Regions from separate parts of the Sus scrofa genome. Here region 1 is linked to region 2. The links are chromatin contacts, called in public HiChIP or PLAC-seq maps. All regions are on one chromosome and are shown on one strand. The core of a region is the stretch at or near the end of the contact, and the rest is flanking DNA. Distances in the headings are between cores, read along the strand shown.

What was found. HiChIP or PLAC-seq counts read pairs in DNA pulled down with a chosen protein or histone mark.
Region 1: a contact with region 2 is called in an H3K27ac HiChIP or PLAC-seq map of alveolar macrophages, with 12 times the contacts expected there. The contact joins two enhancer-like sites. A contact is called at or near these places in 1 of 47 Hi-C or Micro-C datasets (embryonic fibroblasts) and 1 of 2 datasets of contacts at active chromatin or transcription factors (alveolar macrophages).

Annotation. Positions count from the first base shown.
Region 1 is chr13:199,047,793-199,053,278 of Sscrofa11.1, reverse strand. No RefSeq gene overlaps it. Among named protein-coding and RNA genes, the nearest start is that of RUNX1, 420 kb to the right of the region's middle. Within about 2 kb of position 4,023, at least 2 of the 83 cell types and tissues checked have an H3K27ac peak or open chromatin away from gene starts, as enhancers often do. A contact at or near this core is called in alveolar macrophages, where this site is marked.
Region 2 is chr13:198,475,899-198,480,972 of Sscrofa11.1, reverse strand. The region is part of intron 1 of RUNX1 (runt related transcription factor 1); the gene reads left to right. Among named protein-coding and RNA genes, the nearest start is that of RUNX1, 160 kb to the left of the region's middle. Within about 2 kb of position 2,757, at least 1 of the 83 cell types and tissues checked has an H3K27ac peak or open chromatin away from gene starts, as enhancers often do. A contact at or near this core is called in alveolar macrophages, where this site is marked.

The sequences.
Region 1 (5,486 bases), core at 2,774-5,273, 570 kb before region 2:
TCTCTCAACCTGTATATCATGCTGTGGGGTTTCAATTTTTCATGGGGAATCTTTTTTCCCCACCAATATCTGAGTTTGGATAATCTTCCATACAATCTTTTTTCACCAGGTACAGGAGAAGTGGGGTTGGGTCATTTGAAAATTCTGACTTCATGCAAATATCTTGGTGTCAACATCTCACTTTGGGTGGGCCGAAAACCTAGTTCCCAGGTGCTGGGAGGCACAATCCCCAAGTCCTTAGAATCTTCTCCTTCAAAACCCTTTTCTCTACATTGTCACCAGGCTAGTTACAGTTTCAGTTCCAGCACTCACAGACATTGCTTTCAGTTCCTTCTTCATTTCTGGAAACTGTGATTCTTTCTTTCTTTCATTCTTTCTTTCATACACTGTTAGATATTTAACTCATTACTATTTTTAAATTCAGCACTTCTATTATCTTATGGCAAGAGGATTTGCATGATTGCTTGGTCTGTTTTATTTACAGAACTATCAGTATCTGGAAAACTTGCATACACCTTGGGTGAAGTTTTCCCATGTTCTTGGGAGGTAACCTAGCCAGCTAAATGATTGTTCTCTGGGTCCAAGGCACAGGATCATTTAGAGATGATAAAACCTCTTTTAAGGGAGTCAGTTTTGGGTGGTACCCAAGAGGGTCCTGACTCTCTCTGACATTCTCTAGGAGAATGTTTCCAGGAATGTGCTTGTGGTATATTAATACTTTTTAAAGACTGTGTTTATGTAACTCTGGGAGGTGATGGGTTAAGCCAATTTAAACAAGTTTCTGTACCGTGGCATTTCTCAGAAAAGAAGAGGGAAGCAGCTGCCTTTGGCATCATTCTTGAATATAAAAGGAAGTAGAATAGGATCATATCTAAACACGAGCAGTGGATAGGGACATGGGATGAGAACCAGAAGGTGAGAGCATCCCTGAATCCAACCAGAAAGAGGAAGAGGTTTTTTTTATGCTTCATTGATTTGGTTCCAAGCATGTGTCTGTCCATTTAGCAGGAGCTCTGTTAAATTTAGTGATAATGTAAGGAAAACAGTGTGTGATCTACATGATAGTGACTTGCTGATATAATCAATTCACCTTTCACAGTTTGAATTCAATCCAAGCCAGATATCCTATGACAGAAGTTGTGCAAAATAAATCTTTCTTATTGTGATTGTCATGACCACCTCTTTTATAGTAACAGCTAACTCTAATATTGAACACTGACTGCCTTCCTGGTGCGGTGTCTAGCACTGTACAGGGTGGGGAAACCCCATGGCACGTCTCTGAAGTTAGTTCTATCATTGGTTCCCTTTTACAGATGAGAAAACTGAGTACAGAGACACCATGTCCCACCTCTGTCTCTACTGCTTCATCTCAATTGGCTTTTCATTATGTTAACAAAGTTTCGAAAAAATAACTGCTGACTTTGAGGCTCTGAATCTAAAGATTTTGGTATCTGTCTTGAGTAGACAGCAAGATGGATGCTGTCATCTAACCACCATTGGTTAGTAAGATATCCACTCTTCTGAGGTTTAAATATCTTAGGTCTAGATCTTTGGCGACCACATGAGAGTGGGCAAAACTTCACTTCCTTAAATCCATTCTTCTCTGTTAAAAAGGATTCATAATATCTGGCACATCCCCCTCATAGTGTTGTCATGGTATCAAGTGAAATATATATGGAAGTTCTTTGTAAAGTGCTGTGCCACCTATAAGCTACCATCCTGTTAAAGGAGCACAGCTTCGTTTTCTTTTTACCTCTGATATGAATCCAAGTGGGAGGCCGTGATCCTGGTAGAGGATTCTGCAGCCCAGGGTCTGGATTAAAGGTGTGGGGTGGCTGCTGACTCTCAGGTGCTCTAAGGTGTCAGTCATAGGAATAGAACATTCCTTCCTGCTTCAGTCTGAAAACCAGAATTGGGAGTTTTCTACAGCTTAAATCCAGTTCCAGCCAGGATTGGCTGGTCATACGTTTAAAGTAAATTCTAATATCTTTCCCCCAAGATGTTTGGATGAGAATTCGTGAGTCTTAGGTCAATGGAAAGGTTAATTTGCAGGGACATCACACACATTTACTGTTTTCTCCCCCACTAGGCAATCACAAGATTCATTATGATTCAAAACAGACATTTTAAAGAAGCATATTGTACTTAAGTCTATTTATAAAAGCGGACCCAAACAAGCCTGCTTGCCCTAAATCTGCCCAACAACTCGGGTAATAAATATTTCTGTATTTGTTTTGGAGTCCATCTGAGTGGTCAGACATGTTTGATTTAGGCTTAGTTCCCTTGGAACAAATGCATTTCCTTTTCCTCTTACCACTATCATGTTTTTCCAAGAACACTGGCTCCCTCTCTGAATGTCCCTCAGACCCCAGTATTCACTAGCCCACTTTCCTTCGAAGTATTATGTCCTGCGTTAACAAAATAGATGGGAAAATCTGGGATGATGAGACAAGACAAACTTTGCCCCAAATAGCATTTGTTTAGTCATTTGTTCAGCTCAGCCATCCAGTCATTCAACGAATACTTCTTCGGTATTTCACTCTCTGTCTGCCGCGAAGGAGACAGGCAGGGTTTCTGCTGTTATAGACCTTATAGTCCAGTGGAAAGGGAGAGCGAAGCGGACAATCACTAGCCTCATTTATTCCTTTATTAGGAGACTTATCTTAAGCCATTTGCAATATCAGGTGCTTGCAACTCCTTAGGGAGAAATGGAGGACATAACTGAGTATTTGCTGGAAGCTTTATTATGGGAGTTAGTGTGCCAGACAAAGGAGACTTTACTACTTGGAGAGTTTTTTTTTTAATTTATTTTTTATTGTTATTTCCCCCAACCCACTTTTTTTTCCACCGTACAGCATGGGAACCCAGTTACACATACGTGTATACACACACCCTCACACCATGCACAAAAATAAACTTTTTTTTTTTTTTTAATTCATAGAGGCTGAAAGAGCTGTAGCTATTTCATGGAGAGAAGAGTAAGCAAGCTAAATTGCATTTGAGTTTGGGGAAGAGAGTTGAAAGTGGTACGTCACTGTATTTTTCTCTCGAGGGTCAGGGAAGAAAGAATGGAGTTTAAATTTCCGAGAGGATTCAGCTTAGACCCAGGGAAAGAATATCTAGAAATGGTGAGACATTTTGGACCTCACCCAAGAAGGTGGACACAGATGCTGAAGATATAAGCCATAGGATGAGAGGGAGGGTGTTGCTAAGGGTTAAGGTTAAGAGGGTCAAATTCCTGGGGTTCTTTGACGTTCGGAGACCTCTCTCCTTCATTTCCACTGTTCCACCACCAGACCATGTTGAAGGATGTGTCTTGAGCTTCATCTGGTTGCAACACTCATTTCCTTTACACTCACTGCAGCTGGATCTTGCATTTTGTCTTAGAAGTATTTGATTTTTTTCACAACATTTTCCATTTTTATCTGTGATGATCTATCTCTTCCTGTCATAGCTGGAGATGTGATACCAGGATTAGGCAACTCCCCCAGTCTCTTTCTTTTGGGTAAAGTCTGAAACAGAGTAACCTGAATCTGTCTATAGTCTCTGCAACATTTTCTCACTTTCCCTATTGTTACTTCCTAATTGTGTGTGTGTGTGTGGGGGGATAATTCATTTACTCTTAAAATGAATGTAGTTATCTAAAGTTTTCTTTGTATTGCACCAATTCTTCTTGGTCTTTATGGGGTGATGAACCAGTCACACTTCATGTGGCACTTCTGCCTTTAAAGTCTGGCCAATTAGTTTGGTGTTCTTTAATTGCTAATTTTTGGGATTACAGTTGCCAGTTTTCTTTATTTTATAATTCTGCTGATTCTGATAACACTGATTTCCTGTTTAAAGTAGAAAATACAAGAAAACAAAAAAGAATTTTTTACATTTTTTTCTAAGAACCTGAAAAGTATAATAGAGTATTGTCTGAAGAGTGGGAAATCAAACAAAAGGAAGATGTTTACTGAAGCTACGGATGACTGGATAACAGAGGCACCACTGCCCACATCGAAAGAAGAAAGACCTGCATCGGGCACTTCCTTTTCCGAAATCAACAAACAGGATCAAGTGCTTTGAAAAGGATGCATTTAGGACAGTACAGCTGTTGTCACATCGCTGATTCTGATGTGGTGACTAAGATGGAGAACTCATCACATGGCACTTAAATCACTGAGCAGCCCAACTTCCTCTGAGAGCTTGGGAAATGCTTTTCATTTTAGAAATAAAACAACTGAAAATGAGCCTTGTCTGGATTTGAAGTCCAACCCAGCGTATTCTCCCTGACCCCCCCAGTGCCTCTAACTTGTCTTAAGGCTTTGCAATATGTACAGAAGGACTTTAAGAAGGCTTTTGATAATCAGCCATTCAGCTGCAGGGAAACCAAGTGAAGCAGAGATCTTCTGTAGCATTTTCAGTGCAGTGCATCCTGGCAATAGGAGTTAATGAACCATGAAATTAATAAATTCCTGAATAAAGCTACTACATTTCTAGACGTTTCTAATAGGAAATTGTTTCAGGAAAACCGTATAGAAATAAATCTCTCCTAATGTTGTATTTTATTTATCTCAATTATACTCTTCATTGTTATATCAGATTTTTACTAGAATATATATATATATATATATATATATATATATATAGTGTCAAACTTTCATTGTGCATCATTCTTTCCTGGTGTTATCAACACTTCAGGAGGAAAAAAATTAATTTGCATTGGATAACTAATTGAATTTTTAGATATGAATGTGGTTGTGATTTGTATAATGGTGAACATTTATATTTGGCTGGGTCCTTTTTGAAGCCCTGGTTGTAAGAAGAGTAAGAAAAATCTTTTACATTTTACTACAGATGAAGGAAATCTGCTGGAATTCTTTCATCAGAGTCATGGACTACAATATTGGAAAGTACAAATTACTGTGGTTAATTTCTTCTGCAGAAACTTAAAATTTCAGAGATTTTTTTTTCTGCAATTCTAGGAACTGACATTATAAAACAACACCTTTTAAAGAGATTTTGACTAAACAAAGATTATCCTGCATTCTGAGATCTTTTGAATTTCTAGAGACACTACAACTCTTATGGGAAAATAGTGCCATGAATTGAGGCGGGGGTGCTATCCTGACCCAGAGAAGCCAACTCAGGTCTATTGGTCCAGAGGCTAGTCGACTTAAGAAAAAGTCTGTTTTAACCACCTGGGCATCTTCAGAAGCTGTGAAATGCTGTAAAAACTGACTTCCCATCCTGATTTCTAGGAAATGCTTTTGTCTCATCAGAATAAGACTTCAGCCCATCTCTTTTCTACTTCCTCTTCCCCAGGTGCCTTCTGCCCCTAAAAATCTCTGCAAGATCCTAAAGCTGTACAACTGTGCTCACGACGTCTTTAAAGGACCTCTGTATCAGGTACAGGAAAATTGTTGAGAAGGTGGACCTTACATCTTATCACTGCACACAAACAATGATAATTTTGGGAGGCAGTGGAGGGGTTGACTGAGCTT
Region 2 (5,074 bases), core at 1,508-4,007:
TATCTTAGAGAACATGTGTTTTGTTTCTAATTCATAGTGGCAGAAACGGTTTTAAATATACTCATTCAGGGAGTTCCTATTGTGGCACAGTGGAAATGAATACCACTAGTATCCATGAGGATGCATGTTCAATCCCTGGCCTCGCTCAGTGGGTTAAGGATCTGGCGTTGCTGTGAGCTGTGGTGTAGGTTGCAGATGTAGCTCGGATCTGGTATTGCTGTGGCTGTGATAGGATGGCAGCTACAGTTCCCATTCAGCCCCTAGCCTGGGAACTTCTATGTGCCAAAGGTGCCACCCTAAAGAGAAAAAAAAAAAAGAAAAAGAAAAGAAAAAGAAAATACTAAATTAAATGTCTAAAGTAAAGCAGACTCTAAAAGTAATGTTTTTTAATACCCTATTTCTATCATCAGAAAAATTAACTGCTGTACCATTCCCCAATTAGGGGACTCAGAGCCATAGAAAAGCGTATAAATGCACGTCCTGGTCCGTCAAGTGCAGCAGACTTTGAGACTTAGGTTCTTTCCATGGTGCTTGGATAGGGGCTGTCACTCAAAGAGCAGACCAGTTTCATGCAAGGCCAGTGGTTTCTCAGCCTCTCACTTAAAACACACCTCTGGGCGTTCCCATTGTGGTGCAGCGTAACCAAATCCAACTAGTATCCATGAGGACATGGGTTCAATACCTGGCCTTGCTAGTGGATCAGGGATCCAGCATTGCTGTGAACTGTGGTGTAGGTCACAGATGTGGCTGGATCCTGAGTTGCTGTGGCTGTAGCATAGGCCAGCCGCTGTAGTTCCAATTCTTACTCCTAGCCTGAGACCTTCGATATGCCATGGGTGAGGCCCTAAAAAGCAAAAAAATAATTAATTAATTATTTAATTTTTAAAAATACACCTTCTCTCTATGACTAATGGAGCCAAAGAGAATATGGACAGATTCAGGGCCCTTCTAGGATCCACGCATTAGCCCTTTGACCTCTGTACTGAACCCACTAGATTAAGGGGTGGAAACCAGTATACTTGCCCTCAAGAGATGCTCAAATCATTGAGGATTCCCAGCAGGCCCCGAGGAACTAATGCAGTGAGACGGGCCTGCGGTTTCTGCTGCAGACCTGGCCCTAGATTTCCTCTTTGTTGTTTCTTCTGAGGGCTAGAAGAAAGAGATGGGCTCCCTCTAGAACTTAGGCCAGTAGCTGCCTTGCAGTTGATTTGAACTCATTATTTATACTGAAAGATTGCTAGAAAATTGACATATGGAGTATTTTTTTAATCTATATGCTATATTTCAAAATAAACCTGTTCCTAGGAATTGCTTCTTGAATGCGTATCATTCAACCACTTTCCAATTCTGTTTTAAAATCGTGACCTAATGAAAGTAAAACCTCTTATTCTAATCCATGTTGCCTCTATGAATTTCATAGGGAAAAAAAAATGTCTTGGAAAAGAAAGTGTCAAGACACTTTGGCAATATTCTTTGAGAGCTCAAAGAAACCAAAGCATATTGTACAGGCTGCCCCATCAGTGGCTGGTAAATGTTAAGTGGAAATGAACAATGTATGAGGTGGGTTTGTGGCTCATCCGTGGCTGTGAAAGTACATTAGTGGCAATGGCAGTGGTCCTTAGGCCTTTGCAATTTAGTTGTCTTCATTGTGTATGTGTGTCCTTATGACTCCAAGTCAATCAAGTGATGCTGTAATAGAATTCTGAACTTTGCTTCAGGACAGCTCGGAGGGAAACTATGACTCAAGAAAGATGCATTACTTAATGGCCTTCACTAATAGTAGGTTAAAAACAGAGCTCACATGAGCACAAGCAGAATAGTAGCAAAATTGCTCTTCAGAGTAAATTGTGTTTTGAGTGGTTGCCCTTGAACTGCACTGTCTAATACAGTAGCCACTGGCCATGCGTGACATTTGAGGACTGGAAACGTGGCTAGACTGAGTTGAGATGCACTGTGAATATAAAATACACACAGGAATTTGGAAACTTACTAAAAAAAAAGAAAAAGAAAGTAAAATATCTCATTAATAATTTTATATTGATTACATATTGAAATAAAAATATTTTGAATATACCGAGTTAAATAAAATATATTTTAATATATGATTAATTTCACACATTTTTTTTCCTTTTTTAATATGGCTACTAGAAAATTTTAAATTACATGTATAGCTCACATTACACTTCTAGAGGATGCTGCTGCTTTAGAATGAGAAAGAATGGTCACACCGTTTAAAGACAACTTGTCAAGAACTAGTGGAGAAATTTGATAATAGCATAGTGATATGAACGGTCTTGCAAGGTGGTTTAGCTTGCTGGCTCTGACTGGGCATGCCAGGGACAAACTGCACGGGTTCAGGTTGGGCCAATTGTTGAATCTCAGTTTCTCCATCTATCAAGTGAAGGGAGTAATTATGGACTGTTTGCTGCTAGAGGGTTAAATGGAATAATGCCTGTAAGGTCCTTAGTCTGAGGTCTGATGGCAGACGCACTGATAAAAGGGAGCTTCTATTGTCATGGTTGTCTTGGTCAACTTGGGCTGCTCTAAGAAAATACCATAGACTGAGTGGCTTACACAACAGAAATTTATTTCTCGTGGTTCTGGCAGCTGGAAGTCCATGGTCAGGATGCCAGCATGGTTGGGTACCAGTGAGAGCCCTCTTCTTGGCTTGTAGTTGGCTGTCATCTTGCTGTGTACTCATGCAACAAGGAGAAAGAGAGAGAAAAGAGAAAGGCTCCGGTCTCTCGGTCCAAGGGCACTCATCCCATCATAAGTACCCCACCCACATGACTCATCTAGACCCCATGACCTCCTACAGGCCCCAGCTCCTAATACCATCACATTAGCATTTAGGGCTTCAACATATGAGTTGGGCAGGAGGGGGGGAGGGGAGGGACACAAACATTCAGCCCATCACAATAGTTTGAAAAGTCCAGATAGCTTTCATGTCGATTTGAATTTGCAATGTGGTCTAGCACGTGCTAGATATAGTTTTTGCTGGATACTGAGCAGTTGGCTTTGCCAACACTGAGTGGGCTCTTTGGACCAGCAGCAGTGGCATCTTAGAAAGCTTGTGGGAAATGCAGGACCTCAGGCTCCACCCCAAATCTACTGAATCTGCACCTCACTGGATTCCAGGGCTTACAATACACACTGTTTATGCAGTGGTGTCTAGGGAATTCAAGAGGAGGGAGCCTCACTGGCAAGGTGTTCAAAATCCAGTGCTCTGTGTCTGTGTGCAGGTGCAGATGAGTCAAAAAAGAATGAGACAGTTATAGCGTTGGCTTGGGGGGGGGGCAATAAAAGATACCCTTGCTCTCCAGTGATCCAGAGCCAATCATGAGCTAGGCAAAGAAGCTGACCAGACAGAAATCAAAATAAAACAGCTATATCACTGATAAGATTTTTGGAGAACAGTGACTTCAGTGTGTGGCTTCCTGCCACTGAGCCCCACAAATAGAGAGATGTACTTATTAGCATGCAGGCCGTGTCCCCCTAGAACAGTAAGAGGAGGGAAGGGCATGCGTGCTGGGTTTCTAATGCTGCCAAACTAACAAATGACCCCAAACTCAGCTTACCCAACACCCATCCCACCATTTCTGTGTTTTTTGTTTTTCCACCAGCACCTATAATTCTGTTCTGAACTCCCCAAGCTGATTCCTGATGTCTGCCTCCAAAACCATCTGGTCTTGATGGTTTTGACTGCTACTTATAGCACCTGGGCCAGAAATGGGGGACCCCTCTCCCTCCATCCCCTCAGTGCCCCCTTTTCTGTCTCTGTTGTTTCACCTTAATGCTCAAAGTCTTTGCCTGGCCAGGCTGTAATTCTCCTGCTCCTTCTCTCCCACCTCCAATTTACCTATCCACCTCTGACAGATTTATTTTCCTAAAATATGTATTCACTATGGTATTTCCCAGATTCCAAGTTGCTCCTAGAACCCATTGCCCTCACGTTCAAGTTCAGATTTCTCCAGGTTGCGTAAGCTGCCTTTGACCTGTCTGTGTTCATGTCTGCCAGCGTCATGCCATTTGCAAGCTGCCACTCCCCAACCCATGAGCCAACCTTACTGGAACTGACAGGCTGGTCATAACTTCTTCCACACCTTTCTCATGCTGATCCTTCTGCCTGGAGAGCCCTAGCCCTACCTCCCACCCTTCCCCAAGCCCTTCCTCCCCCCGCTCCCAACCACCTGGGGTAAATCTACACAACCCCCAGGGGCAAATGAAATGTCACCTCCACCAGAAAAGTCCAGAGCCCACCAGGTGGTGCCAATCCCTGTGCCTTGTCTCCCTGGCTCCTAGACCCTGCACACGTGTCCCTTCACAGCCTGACACTCCATTGCTCCCATTTATGGGCCAAAGGGACCTTGACCTGCTCCTGAAACTTTGTAGATGGCCAGAAATAACCTCAAGATATGAATCATAAATTTTTGAGATTTTGTGGGATAAAGAATTTCAGGGCTGTTATCTGATGGAGAATTTGAGACAGAATATGTTGTAAAAGAGAAAGATGAGAGCAGAGTTTAATTTTTCAGAAGGCTAAAAAAGGACACCCATAAAAATACATCGTTGTGGTTCAAAAAGAAACACAGCTCATCATGTGTGTAGATGTGTGTGCGCCCGCGCAAGCTCGCGCGCAGAAATGAGACATAAACAACCTTGAGCAGGTTTCCTAAAATGAGGTTCCTGGTCTGCAAAAAAAAATGCAGGGATTAAACCAGGCAAAGTATCTGAAAGCATTTGGCCATTGCCTGGCATAGAACAGCATTCAATGAGAGAAAAAGAGAGCTGTAGCGCAGGCTCTCCAGACAAACCTCTCACTGTCATGACAACCTCAGACTTCCCCTCTCTTACAATTCAGGTTCTAGCGCCTCTATGAACTCCTTGGGCAAATGATTTCAAATCTTTACAGGGTTGACTTCGTGCAGTCTACCCCCCTCCCCAACCCCCACTCTCCAGCTCAACGCTGAGCCCTGTGTCCTCAAAGCCACTGACAGGGGACAGAGTGAGAAAGCTTTCCACAGACCACACGCACGCCTTTCAAAAGCCATTCATTTCTTCTGCCTTTGCTTTT